Linked DNA regions of Mus musculus: regions 1, 2, 3, 4, 5 and 6 are each linked to region 7. Evidence: chromatin contacts called from public ChIA-PET and promoter capture Hi-C data. All regions are on one chromosome and are shown on one strand. The core of a region is the stretch at or near the end of the contact, and the rest is flanking DNA. Distances in the headings are between cores, read along the strand shown. Region 1 has its middle 9.6 kb from the start of Tnip1. Region 2 overlaps Cdc42se2 (CDC42 small effector 2). Region 3 overlaps Tnip1 (TNFAIP3 interacting protein 1). Region 4 overlaps Tnip1 (TNFAIP3 interacting protein 1). Region 5 overlaps Gm12223 (a long non-coding RNA gene). Region 6 holds the start of Slc22a4 (solute carrier family 22 (organic cation transporter), member 4). Region 7 overlaps Fnip1 (folliculin interacting protein 1).

The links. Promoter capture Hi-C pulls out the DNA fragments that hold promoters and counts their contacts. ChIA-PET counts read pairs in DNA pulled down with a chosen protein or histone mark. Capture Hi-C pulls out chosen DNA fragments and counts their contacts.
Region 1: a contact with region 7 is called in an RNA polymerase II ChIA-PET map of memory CD8 T cells, with 8 read pairs. The contact joins two enhancer-like sites. A contact is called at or near these places in 1 of 15 datasets of contacts at CTCF or cohesin (large pre-B cells) and 1 of 115 datasets of contacts at active chromatin or transcription factors (memory CD8 T cells).
Region 2: a promoter capture Hi-C map of adipose tissue shows a contact between it and region 7. The contact joins two enhancer-like sites. A contact is called at or near these places in 4 of 39 promoter capture datasets (the C10 cell line, cranial neural crest, frontonasal cranial neural crest and 1 more) and 1 of 9 other capture datasets (adipose tissue).
Region 3: an RNA polymerase II ChIA-PET map of memory CD8 T cells shows a contact between it and region 7, with 7 read pairs. The contact joins two enhancer-like sites. A contact is called at or near these places in 2 of 39 promoter capture datasets (liver and pre-B cells), 1 of 15 datasets of contacts at CTCF or cohesin (large pre-B cells) and 1 of 115 datasets of contacts at active chromatin or transcription factors (memory CD8 T cells).
Region 4: an RNA polymerase II ChIA-PET map of memory CD8 T cells shows a contact between it and region 7, with 12 read pairs. The contact joins two enhancer-like sites. A contact is called at or near these places in 2 of 115 datasets of contacts at active chromatin or transcription factors (memory CD8 T cells and regulatory T cell precursor).
Region 5: an RNA polymerase II ChIA-PET map of memory CD8 T cells shows a contact between it and region 7, with 18 read pairs. The contact joins two enhancer-like sites. A contact is called at or near these places in 1 of 39 promoter capture datasets (frontonasal cranial neural crest), 1 of 15 datasets of contacts at CTCF or cohesin (the NIH/3T3 cell line), 3 of 484 Hi-C or Micro-C datasets (embryonic stem cells and regulatory T cells) and 1 of 115 datasets of contacts at active chromatin or transcription factors (memory CD8 T cells).
Region 6: a promoter capture Hi-C map of hematopoietic stem and progenitor cells shows a contact between it and region 7, with 2.3 times the contacts expected there. The contact joins the promoter of Slc22a4 here to the enhancer-like site in region 7. A contact is called at or near these places in 5 of 39 promoter capture datasets (the 3T3-L1 cell line, cranial neural crest, embryonic stem cells and 2 more) and 4 of 115 datasets of contacts at active chromatin or transcription factors (bone marrow-derived dendritic cells, bone marrow-derived macrophages and embryonic stem cells).

What each region holds. Positions count from the first base shown.
Region 1 is chr11:54,971,227-54,973,926 of GRCm38.p6, forward strand. No RefSeq gene overlaps it. Among named protein-coding and RNA genes, the nearest start is that of Tnip1, 9.6 kb to the left of the region's middle. Within about 2 kb of position 1,300, at least 131 of the 459 cell types and tissues checked have an H3K27ac peak or open chromatin away from gene starts, as enhancers often do. A contact at or near this core is called in memory CD8 T cells, where this site is marked.
Region 2 is chr11:54,777,298-54,779,997 of GRCm38.p6, forward strand. The region is part of intron 1 of Cdc42se2 (CDC42 small effector 2); the gene reads right to left. Among named protein-coding and RNA genes, the nearest start is that of Cdc42se2, 9.1 kb to the right of the region's middle. Within about 2 kb of position 1,369, at least 56 of the 459 cell types and tissues checked have an H3K27ac peak or open chromatin away from gene starts, as enhancers often do. A contact at or near this core is called in adipose tissue, where this site is marked.
Region 3 is chr11:54,935,265-54,937,964 of GRCm38.p6, forward strand. It overlaps Tnip1 (TNFAIP3 interacting protein 1), which reads right to left. Exons shown (of 19, transcript NM_001199275.2): 5 at 2,683-2,700; 6 at 1,197-1,277. Among named protein-coding and RNA genes, the nearest start is that of Tnip1, 26 kb to the right of the region's middle. Within about 2 kb of position 1,412, at least 149 of the 459 cell types and tissues checked have an H3K27ac peak or open chromatin away from gene starts, as enhancers often do. A contact at or near this core is called in memory CD8 T cells, where this site is marked.
Region 4 is chr11:54,951,581-54,954,280 of GRCm38.p6, forward strand. All of the region lies in intron 2 of Tnip1 (TNFAIP3 interacting protein 1), which reads right to left. Among named protein-coding and RNA genes, the nearest start is that of Tnip1, 10 kb to the right of the region's middle. Within about 2 kb of position 1,286, at least 47 of the 459 cell types and tissues checked have an H3K27ac peak or open chromatin away from gene starts, as enhancers often do. A contact at or near this core is called in memory CD8 T cells, where this site is marked.
Region 5 is chr11:54,161,788-54,164,487 of GRCm38.p6, forward strand. All of the region lies in intron 3 of Gm12223 (a long non-coding RNA gene), which reads left to right. Among named protein-coding and RNA genes, the nearest start is that of Gm12223, 21 kb to the left of the region's middle. Within about 2 kb of position 1,349, at least 23 of the 459 cell types and tissues checked have an H3K27ac peak or open chromatin away from gene starts, as enhancers often do. A contact at or near this core is called in memory CD8 T cells and regulatory T cells, where this site is marked.
Region 6 is chr11:54,026,777-54,029,476 of GRCm38.p6, forward strand. It overlaps Slc22a4 (solute carrier family 22 (organic cation transporter), member 4), which reads right to left and starts at 1,328. Exons shown (of 10, transcript NM_019687.4): 1 at 808-1,328. The coding sequence starts at 1,200.
Region 7 is chr11:54,463,576-54,466,311 of GRCm38.p6, forward strand. Fnip1 (folliculin interacting protein 1) reads left to right here. Exons shown (of 18, transcript NM_173753.4): 2 at 2,512-2,638. Among named protein-coding and RNA genes, the nearest start is that of Fnip1, 27 kb to the left of the region's middle. Within about 2 kb of position 1,291, at least 74 of the 459 cell types and tissues checked have an H3K27ac peak or open chromatin away from gene starts, as enhancers often do. A contact at or near this core is called in adipose tissue, bone marrow-derived dendritic cells, bone marrow-derived macrophages and 3 more, where this site is marked.

The sequences.
Region 1 (2,700 bases), core at 50-2,549, 510 kb after region 7:
ACCTAGGAATAGCCGGGCAGTGGTGGTACACGCCTTTAATCCCAGCACTTGTAAGGCAGAGACAGGCAGATTTCTGAGTTCGAGGCCAGCCTAATCTACAGAGTGAGTATCAGGACAGCCAGGGCTACACAGAGAAACCTTGTCTCGAAAAGAAAGAAAGAAAGAAACCTAGGAATAGTATAGTAATCTATGTAGTATATGTGCATACATAGAACATAATGGGGTGGAGTTCATAAAAGAGATGATTGGTTAGGGGGCTGCTCAGCTTCAACATTCTTCTAGATTATCTAGACCTGTGGTTTGTGGGCAGTTAATAGCAATTCTCATTGCTCTCTGTCTCTGTCTCCCTCTCTCTATTCTCTCTCTCTCTCTCTCTCTCTCTCTCTCTCTCTCTCTGACAGAGTTTTTTGTATTCCAGGCTGGTTTTGAATTCTTGAATTCTCTGCATAGCCAAAATGACCTTCAACTCCTGGTCCTCCTGTCTTGACATCTTAAGTGCCGGGATTGCAAGTGTGTGAATCACCTGGCTCACCTGGTTTAGGTAGTGCTGGGATCCAGCCAAAGGCTTTATGAATGCTGAGCAAGTAGCCAGTGAACAGAGCCACACCCCCCAGCTCTGGAAGCACCCCTTTAATTGTTTATTCTGATGCAGGAGTCCCAGAAACCCGTGGTTGAAGTACCCTGATCTCCCATCTTTGTTCACTTTTTGTACTCGGGAAGTACCGTCTCAGATCAAGGTCAGAGACTGGATATATAAAGGAAAAACCAAAACTCAAAGTCATTTCGAGGAAACGGGGTATGTGTAATCCTGTCGGGATTTGAAAACTGGGATTCAGGGATGAGTTTTGCAAAGTGGTGCTTTCCAAGGAAACAGATACAAAGGGGGTGTGTTGAAAGATGTTTTCTTAAAGGAGGAGGATCCAAGAACAGATGTCGCAAGGCTGTGCTGTCAAAGGAAGTGGCTTCTTAGCCCATCAGGTCCAAGCAGAGAATCAGAGTGATTGATCTTCACCAATGTTCTCACTGGGCAGAAGGGCTGAGGCTCATGAAGGGGAAAGTGAGGACCCAGGGTGAGGCAGGGAGCTGTTGAGGAGGTAGCTGGGGCTCCTGTCCCTACTCCTTCCATTTTCTTTTCACCTGTGTAGTACTTTGATATCTTTGCCCCAGGTCCTTGGGGCACATTCCAAGGTCAAAGACTGAGACTAAATCTGTGTGCCGGGGACCTACACCTGCCAGATGTCAGGGGCTGCAGCCTGAGGGTGGCTGGGGTACATGGGAGAGGAAGGAGCAGTGCAATGAGGTGGCCTAACCTCAGAAAGGAAGCCTGGTGTCTGGGGAAATTCCCCAACGAGGTCGCATGTCTATGTAAATAACTAGCTCCCATAAGCCTGGACTTCAGAATGGGAGAGAGAGAGAGAGAGAGAGAGAGAGAGAGAGAGGAATCCTGGGAAAGTTGGAGAGGGTATAGGGCCCAGCTATCCCTAGGGGTCCAGCACCCTGCGAGGCTCTTCCGAAAGCTTCACCTCATTGTCTTTGTAGTATCTTCCCTGGGTAGAAGACTGGGGGCGGGGGGGGGGGGGGCGGGGGGGTGGTGGTGGTGAGACTCATTCAGGAAGCCTGTCCTTGCCTAAGCTAAAGTGTATCCTACTATACTTCCTTGGAGACCATGGGGAGGGTGGCCATGATGATAAGTATGACTATAGATTTGCTGCCACTGCTGACGAAGGTGACAGAGATGAGGTTCAGAGTCCGAGAAGGCTTAGCAGTTTCATTTTAGGTTTTCATCTCACTCACTGGGGAATTTTATCTTGGGAACAGCGGAGGCATGAGGCAGGTAGTGACCTTGACTCACCTTGGGCAAATCCCAGCATGTTCTATTTTATAGGCCCCGTGGGAGCTTTCAAAGACTAGTAGGCACTGTTAACCCTTCCTGGAACACTTCTGACATAGTGTCTACAATGGGAGCATCTTTCTGGTCTCTGTAAGTCTCTCACCTGAGGTCTTAAGCCTCCTTGGGAAAGGAGACCCTATCCAGGTCTTCATTCCTTTCTTGGGTTTGGGCCCACACACCACCTGGCTCCCCAGGGGGCTGGCCTGGGAGGACAGAGAGCAATCCCCAGCTATTGGGCACCGCAGGGAGCCTAAGTGTCTCTCCGTAGAACTTGCACACAATCAGGCAGATCCCCAGGACCAGGAGTTGTACATGGTTCACTAAGATGGTACAGCAAGGAAAGGGTGGATGATCGTGCCAGTGTGTGTGTGTGTGTGTGTGTGTGTGTGTGTGTGTGTATGTGTGTGTGTGTGTGTGAAACAACTTTGGAGGGCTGGGCTAGGTGTTTCCCATGTGGCCAGGGATGATGTACTTCTGGTGTGCTTGTGGGCCTAATCAATTCATTTTTTTTTTCTTTATGTGGTCAACAATGAGCTAAGCGTGCCAGTAGGTTCTGTCTTCTCATAGCCTGCGTGCTCAGAACAGCATGCATCTGACTCTGGCTCTCTTTGGTCTGTCCCTGGGCGGCATGGCTGGCAGTGACCTGGCTTTCTGTATGCCCTGTGAGGATTTGGATTTGGATATATATGAGAACGTGCGGGAATCGGAGTGTCCCTTTCCTCTTCCCCTGGGCTTTTGGTTTTCTGTTTTTTTGTTTTGTTTTTTTCCGGGCCCTCCCAGGTCAAAGTCCAGGGCTCTTTTGCTGGGTG
Region 2 (2,700 bases), core at 119-2,618, 310 kb after region 7:
ATCTTTATATGACTAAAGTGATCCAGGAGAGATAGGACAAAGGTATACATGCTGAATGAGATCAAGACTGAAGCAATTAACATCCTTGACCAGAGAAAAGGAACAAAACCAAGCGCAAGGGAAGAAACAGAAGATGTGAGTAGAGATGTAGGATGGTCAGGAAATGTTTTCTGATTGCTTTCATTGTGAGTATACAAGAAACTAGTTCATCAACTGGAAACAAAAAGGGGGTAGAGGGGTGTGGTACAAGAGCTGACAGACAAGGTGTGAACAGTCATTCAGGAGAAAGACAGCTGGACCAGGGGAAAGCCCTGGGATTATAGACTGAGAGCATGCAAGGCCATCACGGCCAGTAAGCACTTGAGAAGAGCTGGGCATGGTCTAGGTAAACACTGCTCTACGGGCTATGGGGGGTCAGAGGAGTGCAATGACAAAAGGATGGAGTGTAAAGAGACAAGAACAGTGGGTGGCCCTTCAGTTCAAACATGACAAAGAATATTCAAGAGACTTTACGGAGAAAGAAGTCTTAAAAGCATATGATGCTATCAGCAATGAGTCACACACACACACACACACACACACACACACACACACACACACTCACACACGTACCCTGAAAGTGCATTACTAAACAGGAGCTGGGAAGGATGTTGAGGCCCCAGGGAAATGCTAAAAGCTATGCTGTATAAAGTCACTTTAATGTACTATGCTTACTTCTACTAACATGCTACTCAATAACAGTAGAATGTGGTTCCCAGACATTGAATTCCCAAGAATACCACTTACAGCATTCCTAGGACCAGATTCATCTAAAGACCCACTCGACAAAAATGGCAGATAGCATTTGAACTAACCACTCAAAACCTCACACACACACCATCTCTAAACAGGGGAGGATACCTTTACTGAAGAATTGGCAATACTATTTATGAAACAAAGAAACAAATGAACAGGAAAGAAAACCACCAGGTGTGACAGCACACCTGGTCTTTAATCACACCACTCAGGAGGCAGAAGCAAGCAGATCTCTGTAAATCCAAGGACAGCCTGAGGAACATAGCAAGTTCTGTCAGAGCCAGCCAGAGCTACATAGTGATAACTAACCTGTTTCAAATAAGAGAAAGAGAAAAAAAAAAAAAGGAGGAGGAAAAAGAAAAGGGACTAAAATAAGGCCAGTGCTGACAGACACTAGAAGACTTTTCATTATCTAAGTGACTAGAAGAACTACAAGAGCTTTGTAAGACCTAGAAGATGACTCTCCAGGGACAGCACAGTGAGAACCTTTCTTCCACTTCAACCATATCAAGGCCCATCACTGAGCAGAACAGCTGCAGAGGCCTGTAGTTCCCCAGAGCGGGAGGGGGGAAACACACAGTGCTGGAGAGAGTCCAGGTTCATTCTGCTGTCCTACACAAAAGGTCACAGGAAAAGACTGATGTACAGTTCACTAGTAAGCAGTTACTTAACACCTGGGCCACCCTAGGGTCCACCCCCAGCACTGAAAAGAAAAAAAGTCAAATTGATGACTTGATAAACCAAATCAAACAAAAATAATTTTGTGCTGTAGTACAATACACTTTCAAAACCTCTACCATGCAGAGAAACCCTGTCTCAAAAAAAAAAAAAAAAAAAAAAAAACTCTACCATGAAGATGTCATAAGAAATCATAGCATGAATTTCTAGATCAGTTAACAAAACTGGTCAGGGTTCACACAATCCCTGTAAAAAAATCATGAGATTTAATGTGAATTCATGTACCATTTTCTAGGAAACGGAGTTGTTTTGTTTTGTTTTGTTTTACCATAGCCCATCTTTAGCTACATACATAAGTACCATCTAAGTTTCAGATAAAGATTGCTTATTACTGAAACTGGACATTTCAGTTCAGAAGTCCCCTTTGCTTTGGGTAACAGACCTCTGCTAGAAGGGTCAGAAACTCAAGGCCATCCTCAGCCCCACACGCAACTGTGTGCCAGCCTTCGCTCCATGGGACCTGTCTCCAAAAATAAGTCTATAAAAAAAAAAATCAAAATTATACATTTTCAATTGTTTTTAAAATCCTCCAAGAGGGTTGACCAAATGCTCAGCAGTTTAGAGCACTTGTTGCTCTCTTACAGAGGGCCTGGGTTCAATTTCTAACACCCACATGGAGATTCACAGCCATCTAAAACTCCAGTCCCAATAGATCCAATGCCTTCTCCCAGCCTCCACAAGCACTAGACACACATGTGTGCATATACATTCATGGAAGCAAAACACTCATACATATAAAGTAAAATAAATCTAAAAATTTTTTTGTTTACTCTTATAAAACCTTGAGGAGCTGGAGAGATGGTTAAGGAGTTAAGAGCACTGGCTGCTCTTCCAGAAGACCTGTATTCAATTCCCAGCACCCACATTACAATTCACAAATGTCTCTAACTCTGGTTACAGGGCTTCTGCCATCCCCATATAGACATACATGCAGGTAAAATACCAATAAATATGAAATAAAAAGTAAATTATTCTTAAAATAGATAAAATACCATAGACTCATCCTTAAACAAATAATAATAAAGTATTTTCAGGATTTAAAAAGTCTGATACCTAAAAATACAAAAGCAGGTTATCCTGGAGAATGTGAAACTAAAGTACCCAAGAAATGTTTTGTGTTAAGTGCTATTCTAATAAGCTTTCACAACCTATACAAACAGCACAGGC
Region 3 (2,700 bases), core at 162-2,661, 470 kb after region 7:
ACTGAATGCTCGGCCTGTGTCCTATCAGCATCACATTCTAATTAAAAAAAAAAGCAGAATCAGTCTCCAATTGCACGTCCCTTTCCTACCACAAAGGACTAGGAGTGGCCAGGGCTGATCTCTGGAGGTGTATCAAGTGCTCAGGTTTCTCCAAGTAGCCTACAAGCTTCCAGCAGGAGTTGGTGTACTCCTGAGCTGGCGTAGACAGACTTTAATGGAAAAGGTAAGTTATCAGCCCATGACTGCGCGCTGAAACCTTTCTGAGCGAGGGAACCTCGCCTGCTCTCAGTCATGTCTCAGTCCTCAGGGACAGAACAGGACGAGATGCATATGGTCCCAGGAGACAAAACACAGAGCATCCTGACAGGGCGATCCTCTCAGCACTGAAGGTTAAATGCTGGTGTGAGATGGGGTGGTGTTTGCAGGTGAAGGGGAGGCCAAGTAGAGCTGGCATAGCAACAGTTTAATGGTCTATAGTGGGGCATGCTTCATGGTATGGACTTAGGAGAAGAGGCAAGAGGTTTGCCTCACACGAAAACAAAGCAAAACAGAACAGAATAAAGCAAACATTAAATAGGAGGGAGGGATGAGGAAAAGACAGGACTTTAAGGTCTCTGACAAATCTTGAAGATCTTTCACAGCAGCTCTCCAAGTCTGGCATTTTAAGAAAGAACAGAAGGACTGCACGGCTGGACTAAGGTTAAACACTGCAAGGTAGGAATGTGGATTTGAGCAGCCCCTCCGAAGCTGGAGAAACGCGTGCACCCCACTTGTGAACACAAAGTGTAACCTCCGGGCCATCTGCCCCTGGGAGGAGCCAAGGACAAGCACAAAAGGGTAAATCACTCCCACCCCTCCCATCAGCACCAGGCCGACCCTTTCCACACCTACAGACCCAAGAGGCTGAGTCACTGTAACTGACAGAAAGGTGATTGGTCCAGAGGCCAGTGGGGCTGGCAAGTGGCCCAGGCTTTCACAACAGTGGGGTGCCTGTGTGCCCCAAGCTGGGGAAGTCACCAGCGGGGGATTTGCATATGAGAGTAAGAAGCACCCCATGCTATAGCCCCTCTGTGTCCCCCATGTAACTACAGGGGACCCAAGGGATCTGAGTGTCGTGTCACGAAAGGGCAGGTGACAGACAGAGAGGAAAGAAAAGGATGTGCTGGAGGTGGGGGCGGGGATGCCTGTCTGCTCACCATCATGTTCGTAGGGTGGCTGCCAGTTTCGGGTGAATTCTGCTCCTCAGTAGGGACCACTTCAAAGTCCGAGGAGGCGCCCTAGGTAGAAGGAAGTTAGTAGCTGCCCATGATAAACGGACCCTGCCCCCAAGGAAGACAGAAGGGCAAACAGTGCAGAGTTCCTAGAGGCAATAGTCACACACTATTCATGAGATCACCCAAGAACCACAGGACTGCCATCACCCTCCTTGTGATCTGAGGTCATACCCCTCCATGGCCATTATTTATCAGTGAAACAGGGGTGTGGGTCGAGCCAACCTTGAAACAGTATTATTTATTTGCTCTCTCTCTCTCTCTCTCTCTCTCTCTCTCTGTGTGTGTGTGTGTGTGTGTGTGTGTGTGTGTGTGTGTGTGTGTGTGTGTGTGTGTTGGAACGGATGAGGAAACCAAGTTCACAGAGTCAACACACAAGCCAAGACTCTGCACAAGCTGGCAGATCCTGCCAAAGCAACCAAGCTATCTCCTGGGCTCAGGTGCCTCTTGTCACCCTGGCTGGCAGCAGCTACTACAGCCACCACCAAGGGAGGCCCTGCACCAGCCTCACCAACTCAACCCAAAGGTCATCCCAGGAGAGGACTGACCTGAGAACACTAAGGCCGCTCTGCAATGTGTCATCAACCAAGGCGCAGACTTCACTGGCTGTTCAATCAGCTGAGGAGCCCAGAGTTCATCTGAACCTGGCTCTAAGAGACCCTTAAATGTGGCGTGACTGGGGCTGGGGAGATGGCTCAGTGGGTGGAACATTCGCTACACCAGCAGGAAGACCTAACTTGGGATTTCCCAGCACCCATATAAACAGCACAGCTGGGCATCCCTAACTCACAGCTCAGCACGGGAGTGGACAGAGACAAGAGGATCCCTGGGGTACTGGCTTATCTGGAGATGGCAAGCTCTGGGTTCAGTGAAGAGATGTAAGGGATAAAGCAAGGAGCAGGAGACCTGATGCCCTCCTCTGTCCTCACCAGAACACACTCCACGCATATACCTCTTCCTTCATACCCCACCAAAAAACCCCCAAACCAAAAACACCCTCCTGACCTGCTTTCCCTGTCCTGGATGGGGTAGGACAGATGGGAGAAACCAGCCCAGCTGGCCACCAGTCAGAGCCACCATGACCCCATCTGTGGTCTCAGCTTGGAAAAGACCCACCTTCTGACCATCTGAAGGATCTGGCCCTATGATGCCAGGCTACACTTCTCCATTGAGCCTGCAGCACATGGTTTCTGAGCATCTTGGAAGTATGTGTCTGTGCCCAGTTAGTGAGCATGGTCACGTTAGATAGCTCAGGAAATGAGAGAAAACTCCTTGTTTGATCAGGACCTTCCTGGTCATGAGAACCATGACTTTCACCTCAAAATGGCAAGCTGTCCCATCCCAGCGCTCCAGACTGATGTGTGGCGGGAAGAGCTTTAGGTAACCAGTCACAGCTCCAAATGCAACTTACATTGGACGGAGATTTGGA
Region 4 (2,700 bases), core at 36-2,535, 490 kb after region 7:
TAGGTAAGCACTCCACTAACTGAGCCATACCCTCCACCCAACATCTGGGACAGAGCAAAGGACCAACACAGAGAGGGCTTGGCACAGAACGCAGGCCAGGAAAGGGTTTGAGGTGAGTTATCCAGAGGCCTGGGAAGTGGGGTTACTTGCCGCCTGGGGCTAAGACTCTAACAGCCTCAGCCATAGCCTCAGCCAGTATGCAGACAGATCTCCCACAATGCTGAGGGGTGACACTGCCATCCCTTAGAGCTGCGTGCAGAACCTACCTGGTCTGCACTAGGAGCTGTCAGTCACAGGGGAGTAGGAGACAGTTCTAGCCTCACAGTTAGCACTGAGACCCACCAGCTCGGCTGCAGCCCAGCCATCTGAGTGTCCAGACAGACATTCCCATGCCTGGGATCTTTGGGGGGTCTTGCCCAGCCCAGTTAACAGCTCCCCAACTAAGCACAACCTTACACACTATCTGCTATGTCCATCCAGCCCCCTAAAAGGCCCAGGCCCTACTCTGTACCTTCCATCTTTCCAGGGCCCCCATCACTTACTTCTGGAAATCCCTCGTTATCAATCAGGTGCTCCTGAAAGACTTTATACCCAAGCCACATCCACGGTGGCTAGCCTGTCCCCTGGCTCCTGATGCTGTCACAAAGAGCTCCCAGCCAGGAGGAGCCCTGGAAGGCAAAAACAAGCTCTGGCATACAGATACAGCCTGACCACCACCCAGCTGAAGGCAGCTGAAACACTTCCTCCTGCGATCCATCCTAGAACTCACGGTTGGAGATCAGGCGGGCCTTGAAGTCAGAGAGATCTGCCTTCCTCTGTCTCCTGAGGGCAGGGAGTAAATGTCTGCATCACCATACTTGGCTCACAAATAAATCTACTTTAGATCATGATAAATGAATGAACAAAGTAGTAACATGACAGAAAGTGAGAGGGCTGTGTGTTTTGCATAGGAAGAGCAGGGAAGGCCCCCTCTCAGGAGGTGACATTTGAGCTGAGACTTGACAGATAAGGAAAAAGCAGCCATGGGAAGGGCTAGAAACTGGTCAGGGCATTTGGGATGGCAGGCATAAGGGCTCAGTGTGAGAACAGGCTGAGAACACACACGGCTGGGAAAAAGCAGGTAGCAGGGCCTGCCAAATCACAGTGGGCACAGAAGGGAGCCAGCACCCAGGGGAGGGAGGCATACAAATAACCTTTCAGAGCACCACCATACTCAAACCAGGTCCGTCTGACCCAGCCGGGACATCCGGGCCAGAGACACAGTACTGGGGGTGAAGGAATGAGTCAGACCCATGGCTTCCTGGGGCCCCAAGGGAGCTGCTACGGGCATCCAGGGACAGGCACCCACACCCACAGGTCACCCACGTGGAGGGGACAACATGACCAGATATATAAAAATACTGAATGCTCCCATCTGTTGCTCCCAGAGGGTAAAGATTAAATGTGTCCACAGAGGACTAATACCTAACTAATTTCCCAGGACACAGTCATGACGACAGTCTAAGCCAGCAGCAGAACATAGCCCTTGGGACTAGGGGTGTACTTTACTTGGTACAGGGCTTGCCTAGCATAAATGAAGCTCTGGGTTCAACCCCACAGTACCCTATAAACCAGGCATAGTGGTGCATGCCTCTAATGCCAGCACTCAAACTGATGCAGGAGGATCAGAAGTTTTGAAGGCCAGCCTGGGCTATAAAGAACCCTATTACAAAATAAAACAAAATAACAATTTAGAACTGGCCAGATAGCTCAGAGAGTAGAGGTGTTTGTCACAGCAACCTGAGTTCAAGTCCAGAAACCAGTATGATAGAAGGAAAAAGACAACTGGTGAAAGTTGTCCTCTGACTTCCACTTGGGTATGGATACCCAGGCACACACTCACCTCCAAGTACAAATGAATACATGTAAAATTGAAATCGGACAGAGGGTCCAGCTAAAATATGAGACACTATCAGGTCAGAAAGAATAAATGACATCAGGCATGGTGGAACACCCCTGTAGTGCCAGTAGGCACAGAGAGCTGCAGGGTTAAGGTCAGCCTGGACTAAGAAACTCTCTCTCAAAATAAATAAATAAATAAATAAATAAATACGCAAAAGAGTAAATAATTTCTGAATGTAAAAACTACACATTTAAAAAACTTTTCAGGCCAGGCAGTGGTGGCGCACACCTTTAATCCCAGCACTTGGAAGGGAGACAGAGGCAGGTGGATTTCTGAGTTCCAGGCCAGCCTGGTTTACAAAGTGAGTTTCAGGACAGTCAGGGCTACACAGAGAAACCCTGTCTCAAAAAACCAAACAAACAAACAAAATTTATGGTTAGGAGTCACCACAACATGAAGACCAGCATTAAAGGTCAGAAGCCAACTTCTCAGTGTAAGGTTACTAGAATTACCATTATGCGTTAGTTTTACAGGCCATTTACTAGATACAAAGGAACGCTGAGCCTGCTTAGCTAGTGTGAATATTCCACTCTCCCAACACAATGTCCTCCCTCAAGGACCAAAAAACAATTCTGTGAGTCCTCCGACAGTCCACTCACAAGTGTGAATTCCCCTCTACCACACCCCTCATTGTTGGCACTGTGAGTAAGAGCTGATCAAATCCCACTCTGACTGACTGTGAAATCAAAATGAGGCATCGGGAATTCACACGGTTCCCACACTGCCATTCAACAAGGGGGTGGGGACGGCTGCTGCAG
Region 5 (2,700 bases), core at 99-2,598, 300 kb before region 7:
TCCCCTGGCTCTATATGTTCTCTGAGCCTTAAGCAGAGGGGTTGGTTTGTAAATGTATCCATTGGGGATGGGCATCCACAGCTACTTATTTTCTGATTTTTTTTTTAACTGAAAGTTGTGGCTTTCCAAATGTTGCAAAAAAAAAAAAAAAAAGATATTTCTTGGATGGCAGAGAGAATACCACTTGTCTGTGGATATAAAGTTAAATATTTAGAAATCAGTTACAAATTACATTAGTTTAAGGACATACCAGTAGTAGGCTCCCCTCTAGAGTCGGTGAGCTCTCTCACAAGTAGTTTGCTAAGTCTGCAGTTCCAGGCATGGATTTCCTCCTATTGAGTGGGTCTTAGGTCCAGTTAGACAGCAGTTGGTTACCCACAAGATAAAGGTGCCGCTATTGCATACACAACTGAGGATAGCTTGCTGGACCAATCATTGTTGTGGCCCCTAGGCGTCACAGTTGGGTATGGTGACTGGTTACTTTCCTCCCTTAACAGCTTGCATGGTACCTTCTGACACCCTGGGAGCTAGTCCTCCAGCAGGAGGCTTCCAGGTAAGTTCCAACTCACCTCCTCCCAGTCCTGGGTCCTGTGAGCTGCCCAGTGTGGGTATGTAGAATCAAACACAGGCCCTCTGTAAGAGCAGCAGGCATGGCTAAACACTGAGTTAGCTCCCTGGATATTTGTTTTAATGTTTTAATGGGGGTCATAGTTTTCAATTATCCATCAGGCACAACTCATGTTGCTGAGCATCTAAAACTCTGGGTGAATAGCTTCAGAGACCAGTGACCCCTTGTTGTGTTTGTTTGTTTCTTTTTCTCTTCTTTCTTTCTTGTTTCTGTTTGTTTGTTTGTTTTTTGTTGCTGTCAGAGCTTCTCTCTGTAGCTTTGTCTGTCCTGGAACTCACTCTGTAGACCAGGCTGGCCTGGAATTCAGAACTCCTGACTCCCAATTGCTGGGATTAAAGGCATGGGCCATCACTGCCTGGCTCCATTTTTCAATCTCTGCCTTTTTAAAATGGAATTAAAGCCATGAGAATTTTGTTTAAGTCACTATTAAAGGCAACTTCCTCTTGTCCTTATTGTAAGCGCTCCTTCTGGCTTTCAAGATGGAAGCTGAAGCAAGGTGATCCCCTAAGCAGCAGGGACAAGGAGGCTCTTCCTTCCTTTCCTGGCCACCTTGTGCAGAAAGGCTGCCTCTGAGCAGCCAGCTGTTAGCTGTCTGCAACACCCTGGAAGTCTTCAGAAAAGACACCTCTGGCTCTTGCAGGTGCAGCCGCAGGCAGGGCTGTTCAAAACAATTTATAACAGGGTTTTGCTGTCACAAGCCTCAGTGAACTCTACATGACCCTGCAACTATTTCCCCCCTAGGTCAGACTGGGGAGCACCTAGCCTGAGGGCCTGCTGACTGGTGCCTAAGGCTGAGTAGAGCCACCACATCCCCCCACCCCACTCTTTCATGAAGGTGTGCTGTGATTGGTCCATACACCTCTTCTTGGGTTAGGTAAGCAAGCTGCATAGAGTGTGCTGCCTACAGAGACTTCCCTGCACTGCAGGGGCCCTTACCTTGAGGCCCTACAAAGGCTCCCCTCAACTGTCTTTTCTTATTTATTTTAGTAGGGTCTAGGCTGGGAAGATAAAGACAGAAGCAGTAGAGGCGGCCAGCTTGGATCGACAGCAGGATGGCAGTGGGAGGAGCAGTTAGGGAGGAGCAGTTACAACCTGCACTCAGCAGGCCAAGCAGGAAAACCCGGGAGGACCACCACGCTGAGGACAAGGCACACAGTAGAGCACTTGCCTGGCACACTCTCGGGGCTAGGTTCAATCCCCACTACCAAGAATATTTAGATACATTGAAATAATGAATTAATTATTTAAAAATAGTTGTCAAGCCACTTGGCCACTTGATAGCTGAGACAGGCTGTGGAATCCCCACACCTAGGCCTGCCCAGATGTGATGTTGGGTGCTGCCAAGGGCTGAGGAGTCACCCCTACCTTCCTAAGCTCCCCTGAGGACTGCAACATGCAGAGCTATGATTCCCAAGGCCTGCCCGTGTGCGATTGGAACACCAGTGGACGCTCTTTGTTTTTGCTCCCACCCATCACGTATTGAAAACCAAACTAAGACTAGAGAACAGCTGGTTGTGTTTGCTGCCCATTGCCCTGAAGATCAGCCCACAAACACGTGGATAAGGCATGAAGATTAGATATGCTTGAGTTTGGGGTGAAGTGAAATTAAACATAATTTTTTATTATTATTATCATTAATTTTTTATTTGAGAATTTCATGTGTGTAGTGCCACCCCTTTTTCAAACATAATTTCTAAAAAGCCGTTGGCGCTCCCTGACAGTGCTTTCCCTTCCCTTTCAAACAAATGTTCAGCCACAGAGCAGACAACCAAGCGAGGAGCATGACGGAGCAGCCTAATTAAATTTTCCCAAATTTTAATAAATTTGAGGAACTTATCAGGGCCTGTTACATGCTAGATGTTCCCCTAAGCACACAAGTGAGATTTCTATAGTTTGTGTTCAGAATCAGACACTGGACATGAGGATGGGTAGATAGGGCAGTATATTATGGGAAATAATATGTTGGCGGTCCCGAGGACCGTGCTCAAGGTATTCAAATACTGCATTCATAGATGATAGACAAGCCGTTTAACCACCCTGCACCCTTCTCTTCAGTAAAAGCAACTAAACCA
Region 6 (2,700 bases), core at 78-2,577, 440 kb before region 7:
TTTTGTTTAACCAGCCTAGGGAAAAAAAAAGACAGACCAGAAGCAGCAATGGTGGGAAGGCAGATTTTCTACCAGCTTGACCAACAGCAGGTAATCAGTTCTGGGTGATGCTCTTGCCAGAAACAGTGCTTGTCTTATCTGTTATGACCTGGTCCTCAGCAAATACGCAGCAGGAAACTAAGAGGGAGTAGTAGGTCCACATTCAGACTCTGGTGACTTGGGGAACCTATTCCCTGATCACTTAGAGGTAAGGCAGTGGGCTCAGCTGGAGCCTTGATCACCAGCTTACACTTCCCTCAGAAGTACGGGTCTTTCCTTGAGTGTCCAAAGGCCAGGTTCTAGTTTTGACTCCTTACATCCAACCAGTGTCAAGGAAGGGGCTGCTGCCTCTTTTTCGAGAAAGTGGGGGCCTCGACATAGAGGCCCTTCTGTCTCAAGACCCTTCCTTGTGTCCATCAACAGACCACTGTAGCCATTCTCTGTAGCAAGGAAATAGCTATGACTATAAATCAAGACAGTCTGGTTTGGCCTGCCCAGGGAAGCACCAGGGCTCTTGGGAAACTCTGTTGTGAAACTCAGAAAGGAAAAGGCAGTTGATGACAACACTCTCTTTTTTTCATCCCCTCCATGCCACACAGAAATTCATCAGCTCTGAGTGTGCGCTGAGAATACACTCACAACCCCACTCTGTGCCTGGAAGTTTTGAGACAGTAGGTGACACTGACCCAGGCACTGTCAGGGGCTGTTGGGGGCACGGATGCAACGGAGTCTCCATTCCCAATGTCCAGCTCCAGCACTACCACCTACCTCTGTCACGATGGTGGACAGGAAGATGTCCTTGTCGTACTCCCAGCCATCCAGGCAGCTCTCCTGCTCCAGCTGCTCCAGATCCACGTCCTGTCCTGGCTCCAGCCCCATCGCAGAGAAGTTGGCGATGGTGGCCAGTCGGTAGCGGCGGCAGCTCTGAGGCACCTGTCGTCCGTCCTTCGTCTCCAAGGGGATGCTGTGGTTGCGCCAGGAGCTGCTCAGGTTCACAGTGTCAGGAACCAGGCAACGGTGCTCGGGGGTCCCCGCCAGGAACACGACTGACATACCATTGAAGCCATTGGGGATGATGCTGGCGCTGAGCAGAAAGAAGATGAGGCGCTGGAAGGGCCCCCACTCGCCCAGGAAGGCGATCACCTCGTCGTAGTCCCGCATGTTTCCACCTCTCCTCCTCAGCTTGCGTGAGGGAGGTGGGTGGAGAGAAAGGATTCAGCGATTGCGGCGCGCTGAGGGGATCTTCCTAGGTGGCTGCGTGCAAACACGCCGTGGGTGCTGCAAAACTCCCAGGGGTTGGCGCGGAGCGCCGGGAAGCCGAGTCCTCTGGACCACACCCCCGTGCGGCTAGGCAGCGAAAGGCCACTGCACTCCACCGATCTGGGCGGAGCTCTCGGGCCGGCTCAGCCTCCTGCTCCGTTCCTTGCACCCAGCGGCCTTCCACGCAGGCCTCCCGCCCGGAATCGGCCGGACAACGCGCGTGCAGCTAGGAGCTCCGGCTTTCTCGGCCCCACGTGGGAGGGAGAGCGACAGGGAGGAGCGTCCCGAAAGCCAGGCCTAGCCCGGAGCAGGAGTTCGTTGCTCCACAATCCCAGCCTGGATTATGAGCAGGCGGACCGGTCAGTTAATCAAGTCTGCGCTCCCAAGAGACCTGTGTGGGGGACAGGAGCGCCACCTCTTCACACACACCAGCGTGGGAACTCACTTATGAACCTTAGCATGGCCGTAGTCCATCACGGGACGGCGGCGGCCCGAGAAGCGTCCTTGGAAAAGCAGGATCCTCACCTTGCAAAGAGGCGACTGTGGACCTGGAGCCAGAAAAGGATGTGCGAGGTCATGCTGAGTCAGAGGCGCGCCCTGGATTAGAAGGGCTGGATCACGGGCCCCTGAGTCGTTCTAGTGTCCTTTCGAAAGATTCCCTGTGGCCTTTATAGAGACACCAGAGGGAAGTCGGCCCACTGAGGGAGCATAGAGGAGTCACCACGCCTGGGCTCGGTGTTTGTCCTTTTGCACTCTCGGGGCACCCGGAGTCCTTTATTGCGGCACGGTGCCAAAGCCTTCTTGGACTGAAAGGCTATTTGCAGAAAGGCCCATTCTAGTCTAGGAACAGAGGGAGGAAGGGACAGAGAGAGGACAAACTGGTGAGATTTGGCCCTCAGAACTGGCAGGGTAACCAAAAGCGGGATTGCCTTTTTTCTCTCTCTGCTCAGTATTCACATCTAAGGTCCTGGGCACAGTGTACAAGCTAGCCCAAGCTAGAGCTGGGCTCCCCTAGCCTGGGATCCACAGGCCTGGAGAGACTGTAAGGCTGAGTAGCCCAACACTTTGCACAAACCGGGTTGTCTCATCAGACTCTGGCAAGGAACTGAAGGAGACTTCTGCTTTTTTCTTTGTTTTTGTTAGTTTCCCCCATGAGTCCTACTGTTAGGCTGACTTCCCACCAGTAACTTACATTTCTTTTCCTGTCATTTAAGCCGCATCTCCTAGTATGCCAGGACACTAGCTTTTTACTTTTGTTCGTTTGAGACAGGGTCTTCGGATGTAGCCCTGGCTGTCCTGGAACTTGCTATGTAGACCTGGCTGGTCTTGACTCACAGAGCTAGCTCTGCCTGTCTCTGCCTCCCAAGTGCTGGGATTAAAGCTGTGCACTTCTGTGCCTGG
Region 7 (2,736 bases), core at 41-2,540:
ACCCACCTCATATATGCTTCTTGCTTTTCAGATAAAACAAAAATGACCACCTTCAAATAACTATTTTGTTCCTTCAACCATGTACATCTGTAGTAATTTTCCTTTGTAGGTCATTTTCCTTGACCTCATTAAATATATTATATAGTTCATTAGGAACTTTCCTGCTTAGAATGCTTTGTTGTGACTTTTCTGGAACATTGATTTGCCAGTTTCTCTAGCTACATTTAAGTTATTTTTCTATTCTTTCTCTTAATTTAGAAATGTAAACCTTAAAAATGTTTGTTTCCCCTTTATATATTCCTGCACATTTCATATCTGCATACCTTTGTCTTTTAAGAGAAAAGCCTCATAATCTTACCTGTTCTGGCTGCCTAGGTGACCATAGGTCTTAGTTCAAGATAATCCCAGTTTCTTCCTGACTACATAGATACACATACATACATACATACCTTTTAATTCCAAACCATGCCGTTTAAATGGTGAGTTAAATCACCCATGGTTCTTGGGTCATCATCTTTCACAGAGGATCTGCTTAGAATCCTAAATACTTGGTGCCCTTCTTCTTAGCCCTTTTTGTTCACTGTTACTTGACTATCCCCCCTATCCACTGATAACCCCACCAAATGGCTGAGTTGGTCTTTATAAAATTTAGCCTTTGTGTAACACTTGGTTCTGTGCACTGCTGCCTTCCTTGTCTTCCTTGACATTTGAAAGCAATGTACTGTGAGGTTTTCTTCCTCTCTGGTGGCCTGTCTGTACTGATCGTTATCCTCACTGTCTTTTTAGCACCTTGACCATTATGCCTCCGTTCTTCTCTTAGCTCAGAGTCTCACTATTTTCTAATTTAGGCTCCAGTATGCATAGTTTCTGCTGTATTCTTGCAGTTTTCTGCTCCATCTTCAGCGTTTTTCTTTTTCTCCCATTTGTTTGTCAAAATCCTTTACCCTGTCTCTGCCTGATTCAAAGTCAAACACCCTGAGAGCTTTCTAGAAAGAGCAAGGCAGTTTGTGGCCAATCATAGTCTCAATAATTGTCAGCTGTGTGTAGGCTTAGAGCATCGCTCAAAAGTCTTACTGTTCCTAATCAACACTTCTTCCCAGAGAACACCATGCTCCTTTTTACCCTCCTCTCTTCCCAGTCTAATGCAAGAGTTATTTTTATTCTTCACTTGGTACTTGCCAAAGGCTGAGAAGCCAGTTCTTGAGCTAATTCTTTAGTTTTCACTTCACTACTTCCTCAAAGGCCTGCAATTTCCTCTCTACCTCGAACTGCCTCAGAGTGTAAACACATCCACATATTTCCTCTTAGTAACAAAATACCCATCACTCTTGGCTTTCAATGCCTTTCCTTTCTTGACAGTTGACTTTTTCCCCCCTTCAGTTCTGTGAAATCTTACTCCTTAAAACTTTCCTCACTTTGATCACCAATGATGTTTCTGAAAGTGGTGAATGCTTTTTAGTTTCTGAGGTTATACTCCTTCCTTAGAACATTTCAGTCGGTTCCATGAAACCACTTCTTGATTTTCAACCTAAGTTGGTCTGTTCTCTATAGTTTTATAAGTACCTTCCTGTGTTATGCAAGTCAGTGTTGTCTTAAGGATAGATATCTGCTTGAGCTTGGTATGTAGGGTCACACTTCTATCAGTTTTCAACAGCAACATTATTCTTTTAAATTGTGACACTTAATGCACAAATAAAGGTCTGTAAAACAAATGCAGTATGTTTTTTTCCAAATATTTTTTGTGAACTGAAAAATGTACTTCAGCAATGTCTTGATGAGATGGAATTAGCCTCGATCCACCCAGCATGCCCCTTCCTGGTGTTCTTTGATGCATCCTTGTCCTTTGAGGTAAGCACTTTGCACACTTTAGGGCTGTCAGTGTCCTCCTCTTCCCTTCACTGTCTTGTCCACTTTTTCCACTTCCTTTCCTGAGTACATTGAGAGTAAGTAGCAGGCTGGGCAGTGACTAGAGAGTTGCTTGCAGCTTACTATTCTTTCTTTTTCTGCAATTTTAAATTCTTAGACTGAAACTTGCTAGGTTTTAACATTTATTTAAATGAAAATGCAGTAGCTTTTTGTGTGCCTGTTTTACTCATAATCTCTGTTTTGACCTATTGCAAACCTGTTTCTATTTTTGTACTTTTGTGTTGAAGAAAAAATAAAATGACTTAATCTTATGTCATCTCTCCATGAGACCAACATATTTTTATTAGTAATTTGTGCTTATATTTAACCTTTATATATGTTAGCCTTTTATATAAGTTGACTATCTTATATGTTGATAGTAGCTAATTGTTTTTTTAAATTGTACCCTTATTTTTAATTTAAAAATCAGACCTATATAATTATTTAAAGCCTTGACCCACATAGTAGCATTTTACATAAAGATTAGTTGTATATTCTTCTGTAATAATACAGCTTCTGGGTCTGTCAGATAAGATTTTGGTTATAAGAATATATGTGGCATATTTATTAAAATAACTCAAATGAATCCTTTTTTTTTTTCCCAAGTTGGCCCTTGCCAGAATTTGACCCAAGTCAGATTCGACTGATCGTATATCAAGACTGTGAAAGACGAGGGAGAAATGTATTGTTTGACTCCAGTGTTAAGAGAAAAAATGAGGACACATCAGTATCGGTGAGCATCATTGATCATTTGTTTGAAACTTAATCTTGCGTATTTTAATAATTCAAGAAAGGATTAGTATAATTTCAATATGGTAACTTTGTTAGTAT